2 separate regions of the Mus musculus genome follow, and region 1 is linked to region 2. The links are chromatin contacts, called in public Hi-C maps. All regions are on one chromosome and are shown on one strand. The core of a region is the stretch at or near the end of the contact, and the rest is flanking DNA. Distances in the headings are between cores, read along the strand shown. Region 1 has its middle 43 kb from the start of Gm29681. Region 2 holds the start of Galnt17 (polypeptide N-acetylgalactosaminyltransferase 17).

Region 1 (5,957 bases), core at 1,566-4,065, 64 kb after region 2:
TATTGCACTCTGTGGGTAAGCACTACCATGGTTCATGTGTGGGTGTCAGAAGACACTTTGCAAGAAGAGTCAGATCTTTCCTGTGGTCCTGGATATTGAACTCATAGGTCATCTGGCTGGGCAGCAGGCACCCTTAGCTGATCGACATCTTAATCAGACTACTTTAATTATTGTTTACATAAAAATGAATTTAAAATAGATCTAAAATATTTGAGACAGTATCTTACTATGTAGTCCTGGCTGTCCTGGAATTTACAATGTAGATCAGGCCTCCCTTGACCTCATAGAGATCTGCCTGCCTCTGTCTCCCAAGTGCTGGCATGAAGGCATGTGCAACCAAATGAAACAATGAAAGAATTAAAAGAATGATTGTATTTATTAATCTTGAAGCTGGTAGTACTTTACTGAGCCACACATAAAAACCCAGAAGCATAGAAAAGAAGGTGGATAAATGTAATGAACAGAGTTAAAATAAGGATACGAAGTACAGAGATTGTTCACATGTGCAAATGGCTAGTTCCTTTAAGCATTTGGATAGCACTTCCAAATCAACATCCCCAGAACTCAGATGGTGGGAAGAAAGAACCAGTTCCAGCAAGCCATGCTCTGAACTCCACTTGAGTGCTCAAATACACACATACAAGCATGTATATACACACATGAACACATAAATGCTTACACACACACAGAAGCCATCCTCTGAACTCCACTTGAGTGCTCAAATACACACATACAAGCATGTATATACACACATGAACACATAAATGCTCACACACACACACACACACACAGCCATCCTCTGAACTCCACTTGAGTGCTCAAATACACACATGCAAGCATGTATATACACACATGAACACATAAATGCTCACACACACACAAGAAAGTGGGATTCCCACACTGGAATGGGAGTGTAAACTAATGCTGCCCTTGCAGACTGGTTGGAGCTCTTGCACCAAATTTAAATGTAAAATTCCACATGCCCTTGGAGGTATGATATACTTGTGTGAACTTATTAAAGATACATTTCAAGAACCAGTTTTGATTCTCTCTATTGTCTCCCTCTTCCTCTCCTTCTCCCTCTTCCTCTTCCTCTCTCCTTATCCCTCTCCCTCCCCATTAAACCTACCTCTGCCCCCATCTTTCTTCCCTTCTTTTAAGCGGTCTCACTGTATATAAAACATAAGTTAGCTTCAAACTCTAGACACATTGTATCCACAGTCAAGGGGAAAGAGCCATAAATGAACCCAAGCATGCTAGAACTCAGCTTGTTCCCTCACTCTTATACAGCTTAGGATCCTCTGCCTAGGGAATGGTGGTACCCACAGTGGGCTTGGTCTTCCCACTTTATTAACACCATCAAGATAATCCCTCATAAGTTTGCTCATAGGTAAACCCAATCTAAACAATCATCCTTTGAGACTCCCTACGGAACTGATTTTAGATTGTGTCAGGTTGACAGTTAAAACTATCGCACCAAATGATCACAACAAATCTCTATTTTAAAGCACTCTCTCTTTTTCCTCTTCCAACCTTCTCTCTTCTCTCCCCACTCATATGGCAAGAGTTCAATGAGGAACAAATAAACGTAACTATAAAAAGAAATGTTCCAGAAGCCATTTGAGATAGAGTCTTGCTATGTAGCCAAGGTCAAGCTCATAACTCTCCTGCTTCAGTGTCCCAAATGGTGGGATGACAGGCATGCACCACCACCACGATGCCTGACTCCACATTTCAACTTCACTGATTTCTGCTCTAATCTTTATTCTCTTGCTCCTCATCCTTGTTTTAAGTTCAACCTGCTTATTCCTTTATAAGATCCCTGTACTAAAAAGGTAGGTAACTTATTTTTCCCCTCTCTCTTTTCTACATAGAAAGATCCCACTAGCAGGACTTCCAGAACCCAATCCCAGAGGCTTCTGGGAGTTTCATCTCTTCATGTATTTGTTTTTATTCTCCCTTGAGATTCTATATTTGATTTCCTTTTAACAGTTTAAATTTGGCACTTCCTGGTTTTGAAAATGTAAAGCTTTGGTTCTCAGAGTTGCCGTGTATATTTTAGCTCAGAGGTGAGAGGCACATGGATAGAGCATCCATCACTCCAGGGACCACCAGGCACCAGGGAACTAAATGATGTTCAGATGGGTTTTTCATGATGCTGGAGACTGAACCTCAGACCTCACACATGCTGAGCAAACATTCTGCCACTGAACTGTGTCTCCGGCCTTTTTTTTTTTCCTTTCCTCAACTTATTTTGTAGAGGCTAGCCTTGGACTAACTCTGTAGTCCTTGAATTTACTTTGTAGCCGAGGCTGGCCTTGAAGTCACTCCATACTCAAACAGGCTTTGAAGATATTCTATAGCCCTGGCAGGCCTTGAACTCACTCTATAGGTCAGTCTGGCTTTGAACTTACTCTATACTCAGTTACACCTTGAACTCACTCTGTAGCCCAGACAGGCCTTGAACTGTGATCCTCCCACAAAGCCTCCCAAGTAGCTAAGCTAACAGGACTGTACCATCAGGCTCAGGACTCCTTTGTATGGCAAGACCTCCCAGCCAGAACTGTTTCCCAGTGAAGAGGACAGCTGTGAGCTCAGTGAATACCCCAGGCCTGTCCATAGAGGGTACTTTTCTCAATAAGACAGGGATGACCAGGGAAGCCACGTGGGAGAAAGGAATTATCAGGGATCCACAAATAACATTCCTTGCCCAACAGAAGATGCTGAAGGGTCTAGGAAATGAGAAAAAGGAGGAAGAGAATCTAGACCATAGACTACTCACAGTGTACTGGGTCTTTTTCATGTTCTCATTGACTGTGTGGAAAACTCGGTATTGTCATGTCATAGCTATGTGATGTCAAACATCTGTTTGCTGGCAAATAGTTGGGTAATTGAAAACAGCATTTGTTGAAATTCCAGGCCCTAAAACAACTTTGCCAGGAATCTCTCTCTACCACCCACTCCCACCTTGAAGCCCGGGCCTGCAGCCACAGAACTTTTCTGGGGTGCCTTGCAATGCATAGACAGCCTTGGAGGAGAGTTTTCTCAGTGTTGCCAGAGAGCAGACATTTGGCTTCACCGATTCAGATGTCTGGATGTAGAAATGCTTGTGTTTATACAGATGTTTTGGTCACCAAAACAACACTAAAGACTTCAGGGGAAGTAGTTTGCCTCTCCCAAATCTGCTTGCTTGCTCCTGACTTTTCCCACTGGGCTGAACTTGATGGGTTTTAAGCAAAACCAACTCCATGTCATATGGGCTTACAGTGTGATTGATTAATGTATTTATGTATCTACTGTTTATTTATTACTATATTGGGGGTGAGATCCAAGGCCTTATGTTTGTTATGCAAGCACTCCACTGCTGAGCTATACTGTCTAGAATTATTCTAGATTCACTAGAGGATTGTAGGCAAGCCCTCCAACACTGAGCCGTGCAGTCATGTACATATTTTGTGAATAAATATAAACATTGTAAACTTATAAGTGTACACATTTATATACATATACATCACAGACACACTTTGTCAGTATATATTGCACATATATAAGTGCATGTTATGAATATACGTTTACAGAAATGTGTTGCAAGGTTATAGATTTTGCAAGTATATAAATATATAAATAACAGGATACATTTATATATATTGCAAATATGTCCTTTTAAAATTTACATTGTAAATATATATTTTGCAAACATACAATTTGAAAAAGTACATACATTTATATACATATACATCACAGACATACTTTATCAGTATATATTACACATATAAAGTTCATGTTATGAATATACATTTTATAGAAATATATTGCAAATATATAGATTATGCAAATATGTAAATGTATAAATAACAGGATACATTTATATATGTTGAAAACATGTACTTTTCAAATTTATGTTGCAAATATATATTTTGCAAACATGCATAATGAAAATATGTAAATATACATTGCATATATACATTATGTAAATTTAATGCAAATAAATGTGTGTGACTATATATCCATAACAGGTTTAACAGCTTGCACTAGTTCTTTTTGAATAGCTCTGACCAAAATACCTAAGAGAAACAACCTTAGGGGGCCACATTTATTTAAATCATAGTTTCAGAAGGCTCCATCCATAGTCACTTAGCCCTGTGTACTTAGGCGGGAAATCACTGCTGTAGGAATACGGCAGAGGGAGCATTACTGCATGGTGAACAGGAAACAGAGCATAAGGGACTGGGGACTGGGTGTAACTTTCAAAAGCATCCCCCAGAGACCTACTAGGATTCATCTCCAAAAGGCTCCACAGCCTCCCAAAATAGCACCACTTACTAGAGAAGAAATGTTCGAATGGGAAGTGGTGCGTTCAGATTCAAACTGTAACCGTACTTCCTCTGCTTCTCCTCTGTACCCTTCTGCTTCCTTGATTTCTCTATTTTCCCTCTAGTACACTTAACAGTCTTTGATTCCATCCCTTATCAGACTCAAATACCTTGTCTCCGACACACTGCAACCCACCTGGGAAAGCTCATAGCTATGTTAATTTCTGTTGTATCTTTCAGATGATAGAGTGCTGCTAGAGAGACTGAAACCCTACAGTGGATAACCCTGATAACTCATAATGGCCCCTTGGGGACACAATCCCACCTTCTCTCCCATTACTTCATCTTATTGCTTAGTATTCAGATGTTGTCAATCACCTCCCCATAGGACATCCCCTGCACAGCTTTTGGGGGGAGGGTATCTATGCACATATGGGGGGGGCATATGTGTACACAGGCGCATGACATGAAGGTCAGAGGCTAATGTCAGATGTCTTCAATCACCTTTCACAATTTATTGAAGACTGGGTTTCTCACTGAACCAAGGCTCTCCAGTTTGGTTAACTGGTCGACCCATGAGATCTCCAGGAGCCTCTGGTCTCTACATCCTCAGTGCTGGGGTTACAGGCTCCTGCTGTTGTACCCACATTTTTCATGACTGTTGAGGACTGAACTCAGGTCCTAATGCTTACATGACAAGTATGTTTTCCAAAGGACAATCCTCCCATCCTCCAATTTCACAGCTTTAACAAGCCCTCCGCTAACTCTTCTTGTTTTTCTTTGACCAGAGGAAATATTTTTTCCAAGCTGGAATTTTTTAATTTTTAAATTTTTTATTTTTTATTTTTAGAAAACAGACCCTAGAGTTTTGGGCCCAACTCAATGGCTCTAAGGTATACAATCAATTTGAATGAGAGGTGATGAATTCAGGAAACCACAGATGACCTGATTCACATTCCATCCCTGAGCCAGACAGAGAAGCCCTGTCTGGGAAATAGATGACAGAGGTGAGGGATGAGCCTTGGCAGGGACTTGGATACTTCCCCAGACAGCTTGGTGGTACAGCATCTTGATGGAGCCTCCTTCTCACATGGCCGTCAGTGGTCTCCAAGGAGACACTTGGACGCATCAAGGTACATTCCATTCTTCAGCTAAGTGGGATTCTTTAAAATTAGGAGTATTTGTGTATGTGTATGTCTGTGTGTGTGTGTGTGTGTGTGTGTGTGTGTGTGTGTGTGTGTGTCTGTGTATGTGTATGTGTGTGTATGTCTCTGTGTGTGTGTATGTGTGTGGGTGTGTGTGTCTGTGTGTGTGCATGTGTGTATGTCTGTGTGTGTGTCTGTGTATGTGTGTGGGGGGGTGTCTGTGTGTGTGTCTGTGTGTCTGTGTGTGGGTGTGTGTGTCTGTGTGTGTGTGTCTGTGTGTGTGTGTCTGTGTGTGTATGTGTGTATGTCTGTGTGTGTGTATGTGTATGTGTGTGTGGGGGTGTCTGTGTGTGTGTCTGTGTGTATGTCTGTGTATGTGTGTGGGTGTGTGTGTGTGTCTGTGGGTATGTGTGTTGTATGGTAGAAGACAATTTTCTTTAGCCAATACTCTTCTTCTATCATGTAAGTCCTGAAGATTGAACCTGTCTTAGCAATGAGA
Region 2 (5,877 bases), core at 2,690-5,189:
TAAAGTAACAAGGTCCAGAGTCATTTTAAAGCCCCCAAAGTCACTGGGTAATTGCCATCAAGTCTCAAAGAACAAATAAGAACAAGTGCCTTGCAGGGTTAGTGCAAACACTAAGGGGGTCATGCGCATCTGCTACCCCTAAAAAAAACACCACACAGGGATCTGAGAAAATGGCTCATTGGGTAAAGGACTTGTTTGTTAGTCTTTGCCTTTGATCCTAGTGCTGGAGGGCCCAGCCAGTCTAGCCAAAATGGCAGACTCCAGGCTGAGTGAGAGACAATGTTTCAAAAAGGAGGGAGGGGTGGAGAAATGATTGAAGAAGACGCCAGACACTGACCCCCAGCTTCCACGTGTATGTGTACATACGCATCCAGACCACAATAAATAAATAACAAATAGAACTACATAGAATTAGGATTCCCATTAAGAGGTGTGGCCATAACATATTTCATGTCCCTAATGGAAATGATTGCTACAATGACCTGTGTCCCTGCATCAGTGACCTGTGTCCCTGCATGTAGCTCGAGAGTGAGCAAGCTCTGACTACTTGGGGTGGGGAGGGGGTATCTCATGAATGTGTTTCTGCAGGTATCAATTCAGAAAAACAACTCCCACTTCCCTAATGTGGGTGAGCCAGGCTGGCCTTACATGCCTGATTCCCCTGCTCCACCTCCACGGTGCTGAGTCCGTTGATTTTTAATTGCTCAGGTTCGGTCCGTTTTGTCTTGAGGGGTTTTGGAGAAGAGCTTCAAACACAGCCTTGGTGGGCTGCCCTGATGGCCTGGCCTCATTACTGGTGAGAGGTACAACTGTGAATGCTAGAAAGTGCGTCAAAACCAACTGGATACTTAGAGTATGCTGCTAAGAGGACTGGGACATCTTTTCGTGAATGCAGGAGGCTGGTTGCACCCCCTCTCCTGGAATTACCCAGAAGGGATCATCAAAGGGCAAGAACAAAGCTGTCTTCCTCAGTCCTCGGCCACCTGTCACGAGGCTGGTCAAGTTTACACGGGTTACGGTTGTACCTACAGATCTATACAGTTCATTTATCAAAAATAATTTTTTTAAATCGTATATACTTTTAACGTCAGAGTTTGTGGCTAGTGGGGTAGCCTAGTGGGTAAAGACCGAGAAGTCTAAGGAGGTAAGATCCATCTTCAGGATCACATGGTAGAGGAAAGAGCTGAGTATAATAAATTGTCCTCTGGTCTCCATATGTGGTCTGTGGTATGTGTGCAGCTTCCCCAAATACAATACAATACAATGCAATACAATGCAATGCTATACACACACACACACACACACACACACACACGCACTTACTTTTAAATTAAAATTAGGTAGATAGAAATTTGTGTCTTGGGGCTAGGAAATTGGTTTGGTTGGTAAAATACTTGCCAGGCAAGCCAGAGGACCTCTGAGTTTGGTCCCTAAAACTCATAAAATAAATAAATAAATAAATAAAAACTGGGTACAGTAGCATGTATGTGTAGTCCCAGAGCTGGATTCCTGGGGTTGCTGGTCAGCCCGCCTCACTCATTCTGTGAGTGAGTGCCAGATCAGAGAGAGACCCTGTCTCAAAAAAATCCAAGGTAAATGTACCTGAGGAGTGACATTCAAGGTTGACCCCAGCCTCCAAGTGCATACACACACACACACACACACACACCCCTGCATCCAGACACATGAAAAGAAATTTATGCCTTATAACCAAGAACATGGGCTCTGTGGTCAACCAGAGTCCAAACTACTACTTACTAACACCAATCAGGACTTAGGTACTGGGTTAACTTCCCTGAGTTTGGTTTGTTCTGTTCTCCTGTGGGGGAGGGGCCAGAACCTCCAAGGACTAATGGTTATGTCCCACCATGCACGCGTGGCTCTTGTAATGCTCCTCTAGCACACAGCAACGACTGACTTATTAGCAGTCGTGACAACAGCTGGCAGCTCCAGGCCCTGGTAACATGCAGGAGGTTGGGAACAGAAAGCCAGACTTCAGTAATCACTATGTCTTCTTTATATTAGACTACGTGACACTGTGAAGACAGCAAGCATCCAGGAACCATCAGTCTCTTGAGCCAGGTGGAAGCAATATATCAACACACACACACACACACACACACACACACACACACACACACACACACACACACGCTCTTCTATGGCAACTCATTTAGAATAGTTTAGGTGAGACAAGTTCTGGAAAAAGCTACAAACCTGAATGCCAAGCCTCCTTGTTTGGCTTAACTTTGTGAACAAACCCCTGCTTCCCAGACCCACTAAGAACTTGACCCTCGATTGCCACGAGGTTCGGGAGTAGACTGGTTGTTAATAGACCACCTTGCACCCAGGCAGTGGGGAGGAAAGAGTCTGCATTCTTAGTGATGCAATCAACCTAAAGGAATAATGTATTTACTCGAGCCCTCACTTTGCAAGCCATGACACCCACTTCCCTACCAGCTCCTCCATCAAACACCATGAACTGACAGCTATTTCCTTTCTAGAGGTTCCCAGTCTGCAGTATGTTCTAAGCTGGAGTCACGAGCAGAGACCAAGAGTCGACTGTAGTGGCAGGTTTCTAGAGGAAGACCAAACTTCCAGCTGCAGTATATCATGAAAAAGAATCCGGTGGTGGTTTCTACAATAGTCCCAGGCACAGGGCAGGGATGGAAGAGAGAGATCGGGCTGGTTCAGATGTCAGCTTAGGATACAGAGAGCCAGGGAGATCACCCTGTGCCCTGCTTGCACCACGACCCACAGGCGGCAGGGCACGTCCTTACCATTAAGCTGCCTGTAGACGATGTCCTCCAGCAGCGACAAGCGCTTCAGGACCGCATCCTGGATGGGGCTGGCGCTGTGCGCGCTGAGGTTGGCCACCTCTGCGCGAGGCCGGATCTCGTGGAAGGCGTCTCCGCTGCGCACCGCGATAGGCCGACACTTAGCCAAAAAGATCACGAAGCCGGCCACCGCGATCAAGTTCAACACCAACAACACTTTGACTCTCCTCAGTGAAGCCATCAAACAACACGGCCGGTCCTTTCCCTGGACCCACGCCTCTACCAGCCTCACCTGCGAGGCGCAGGGCAGCCTGAGACGGAGTAGACCCCACACACCGAACAATGGCCGAGGGAGGGGGCAAAGGGCTGGGGGTCCCAGCTGCTGTTGACCACAAAACGCCGATTCTCTGGCGCCAGTAACCACTGGAAGGACGCGGCTGATCTCTCACATGGAAGCCCCTGGCTTGCAAAAGTGTCTCTGAAATGCCTGCTCCGTCCACAGCACGCAGTCCCTTCTACAAGACAGCAAAAGATAAAGGTCCCAGGGTCTCTCCCTGTAGAACAGCAAACAGGTTGCCTTTAGACTTTGGACCTCCTCCGCAGACGTAGACCTTCAGGAACAATCCTTTGGTAGTCGGAATGCTCTGGGGATGTGGCGGGAGTGGCGCGCAGGTGCCGGGCTCCAGCTCTGCGCCCGCCGGCGGAAGAGCGCGCCACTCCTGGAGTTGCGCGGCCGACACTCTCGCCCGCAGGCGGCCGTCGCAGGGCGAAAATAGAGTTCTTCAGCAAAGGACCCGCTCCTCAGGGCGGGTGTCTTTGTTCAGCTCACCGGCTCTCTCCATCACTCTGAGAAGAGGAAAACCCCGCGCCCCGTGCCTGCATCCTCCAGGCTCCGCAGTCACGCTCAAATCTCAATGACTCTCTCAAAGTGGAGGGGGGGACAGCAGGAAAGGGGCGGGAGCAGGGACCCAGCGCGACGTCCTCTCCGCCCCCACCCCGCCCGCAAAACTCACCAGTGCGCACAGCGCCACGGGTTCCCGGACACGTTCCAAGTCCCTACACGAGCCTCCGGGGCCTGCCGGACACACTGGCTTGTCTCGGGAGGTGGCGCGTTGCGAGGCTGGCCGGAAGGAGGAGTCGGACCTCCAAAGTCACACCAGTTGTCTACACGCCTTTCTAAATGTCGCGGGGGAGGGATGCGCGCTGGCGCCCCCGCAGCCTGTCACCACGGCCCGTGCAGCTCGTCCCAAGCCCCCAAGGGAACCAAGATCCGAGTGTCCCGATCACCGGATGCAATGACACCGCGGCTGCGGCACTAAGAGTACACACGGTCCCCTAGAGGGAATGGTGGGATAGATTGGAGCAGCTGGGAGCCAAGAGGGGATGCTCAGGTGGCGACGGAAGGCGGGGCGCGGTCCCGAGGGGAGCGGCTGCGGCGCCGACTCCTCCTTCGCGGTCCCTTGGTCACCCTCTTCCCTGAGAGCCAGTCGCCAACGCCGCTGCCACCCGCAGGCTGCGGAGCGCACAGCTAGGGGAAGCTGGCCCACTCTTGCGCGCGCACCCGGAAAGGGTGGGGGTGTCTGGAGAGAGCGGGGAGCGCGCCGGACCAAGAGCAGTCATGTCCTGTTGGCTGCTAAGGGCTGTGAGGGACCCTTGGGGTTCTCAGCGCTCTCTAAGCAGCCGGGTTTGTTCCATCCCGGCAGACGAGGAAGACATCCCTTTCTCTTGGCTTAGCTGCTCTGCTTAGCTTGGCCCGGAATGGCTAGAGGGAAAATCTGGCCTGGAGACTCGGATTCCGCTACTTTCAGAGCAAGGCCCTGTGTCCTTCTTGCTTGAGCCCTGGGAGAGTTCTGACCATCTTAGTTGGTGCTTCTGTGCTTGCCCCTACTCTGTAAACTCTTATTTTGGTGCCATGCACTTGGATTTATGGCCCTGATGGGTCTCCACAACCTACTTCTTTTCCTGAGACCCAGGAGTTCCAAAGACTGGAATCCAAACCTGCCCTCTAATTTTTTTTTTTTTTTAATTGCTTAGGCCAGAGAAAGAAACCAGACTGCCAGCAGATAAGAATCAGCTGAGTGAATTCAGGGACTCCCACTTCATTCTTCCCATCCGATTAAAGTTTGTTGCTGTTGTTCATTGGTTAGTTTTGTTTGGTTGACTTAGATTTAAGCTTTTGGTTGGAGCATGGAAGGGGGGCGGTTCAGGGGGCATGTTCGGGTTTGGGGGTTTGGAGATGGGATGTAGTTAAGCTGTTGAGCTGAAGTTGAGTGCTTGCCTAGACCTCAACTGGATATTCCCACCCCACCCCCCACCTCCAGCTCTTCACAGCCAGGCTTGCTGGTGGCAAGCCTATAATCCCAGCACTTGGAAGGTAGAGGCAGGAAGATCAGAGACTCACAAGCATCCTTGTCTATAAAGTAAGTTCCAGGTTAGATTGGTTGGGTTTCTTTTAAAAGGGAACGAAGTGTTTTCTTGTTTGCTTTTGTTTGTTTGGACCTTGATGGAGATTTTAGTGTTCCTTTGTTTATGCCATCTCAGTTAGCCTAGGCTAGTTAGCCCCTAACTGATGATTCCTGATCTCTTAACTTCACCTCCCAAATACTAGGATTGCAGTCCTAGCCACCAAGCCTGGCCCTCATTTCAATAAAGGTATTGTTGTTTGGGGGCTTGGGGGGGGGGGAGGGAGTTCGTTTTCCTTTGTTGTCCTTGGTGTTTTACACAATTAACAGCAAGCACCTTTACAGTTTTTCACTAAAAAAAAAAAAAAAAAAAAAGGACATGGAGAGCCAGGCTTGGTGGTGTGGGTGTCAAGTCTGCTACTCAGAGGTCTGAGTGACACAGGAAAAGTCCCCAGAATTCCAAACATCATACAGTCACAAAAACTACCTGCAGCTGTCAAAACCACGCCCCTGCTAGAACACGAGACAAATCACAGTCAACTGCTATGGACAATCTGAGGCAGCCTCATATCCCACACCTGGGATTAAAATGAAAACATTCTTATGTTTCTGTGTTTTTAAAGAAACCAAAATTCCCACTACAACTTCTCATGATGGAACAGTAAGTAAGATGTTTCTCTAGTCCTACTTTCTTCCTT

Evidence for each region. Hi-C and Micro-C count contacts between places; a contact is called where the count stands out from the background.
Region 1: a Hi-C map of uterus shows a contact between it and region 2, with 3 times the contacts expected there. The contact joins the enhancer-like site here to the promoter of Galnt17 in region 2. A contact is called at or near these places in 1 of 39 promoter capture datasets (embryonic stem cells), 6 of 484 Hi-C or Micro-C datasets (embryonic fibroblasts and uterus), 3 of 115 datasets of contacts at active chromatin or transcription factors (embryonic fibroblasts, embryonic stem cells and neural progenitor cells) and 3 of 9 other capture datasets (adipose tissue, liver and pancreatic islet).

Annotation. Positions count from the first base shown.
Region 1 is chr5:131,368,601-131,374,557 of GRCm38.p6, forward strand. No RefSeq gene overlaps it. Among named protein-coding and RNA genes, the nearest start is that of Gm29681, 43 kb to the right of the region's middle. Within about 2 kb of position 2,816, at least 27 of the 459 cell types and tissues checked have an H3K27ac peak or open chromatin away from gene starts, as enhancers often do. A contact at or near this core is called in uterus, where this site is marked.
Region 2 is chr5:131,303,583-131,309,459 of GRCm38.p6, forward strand. Galnt17 (polypeptide N-acetylgalactosaminyltransferase 17) reads right to left here and starts at 3,940. Exons shown (of 11, transcript NM_145218.3): 1 at 2,781-3,940. The coding sequence starts at 3,018.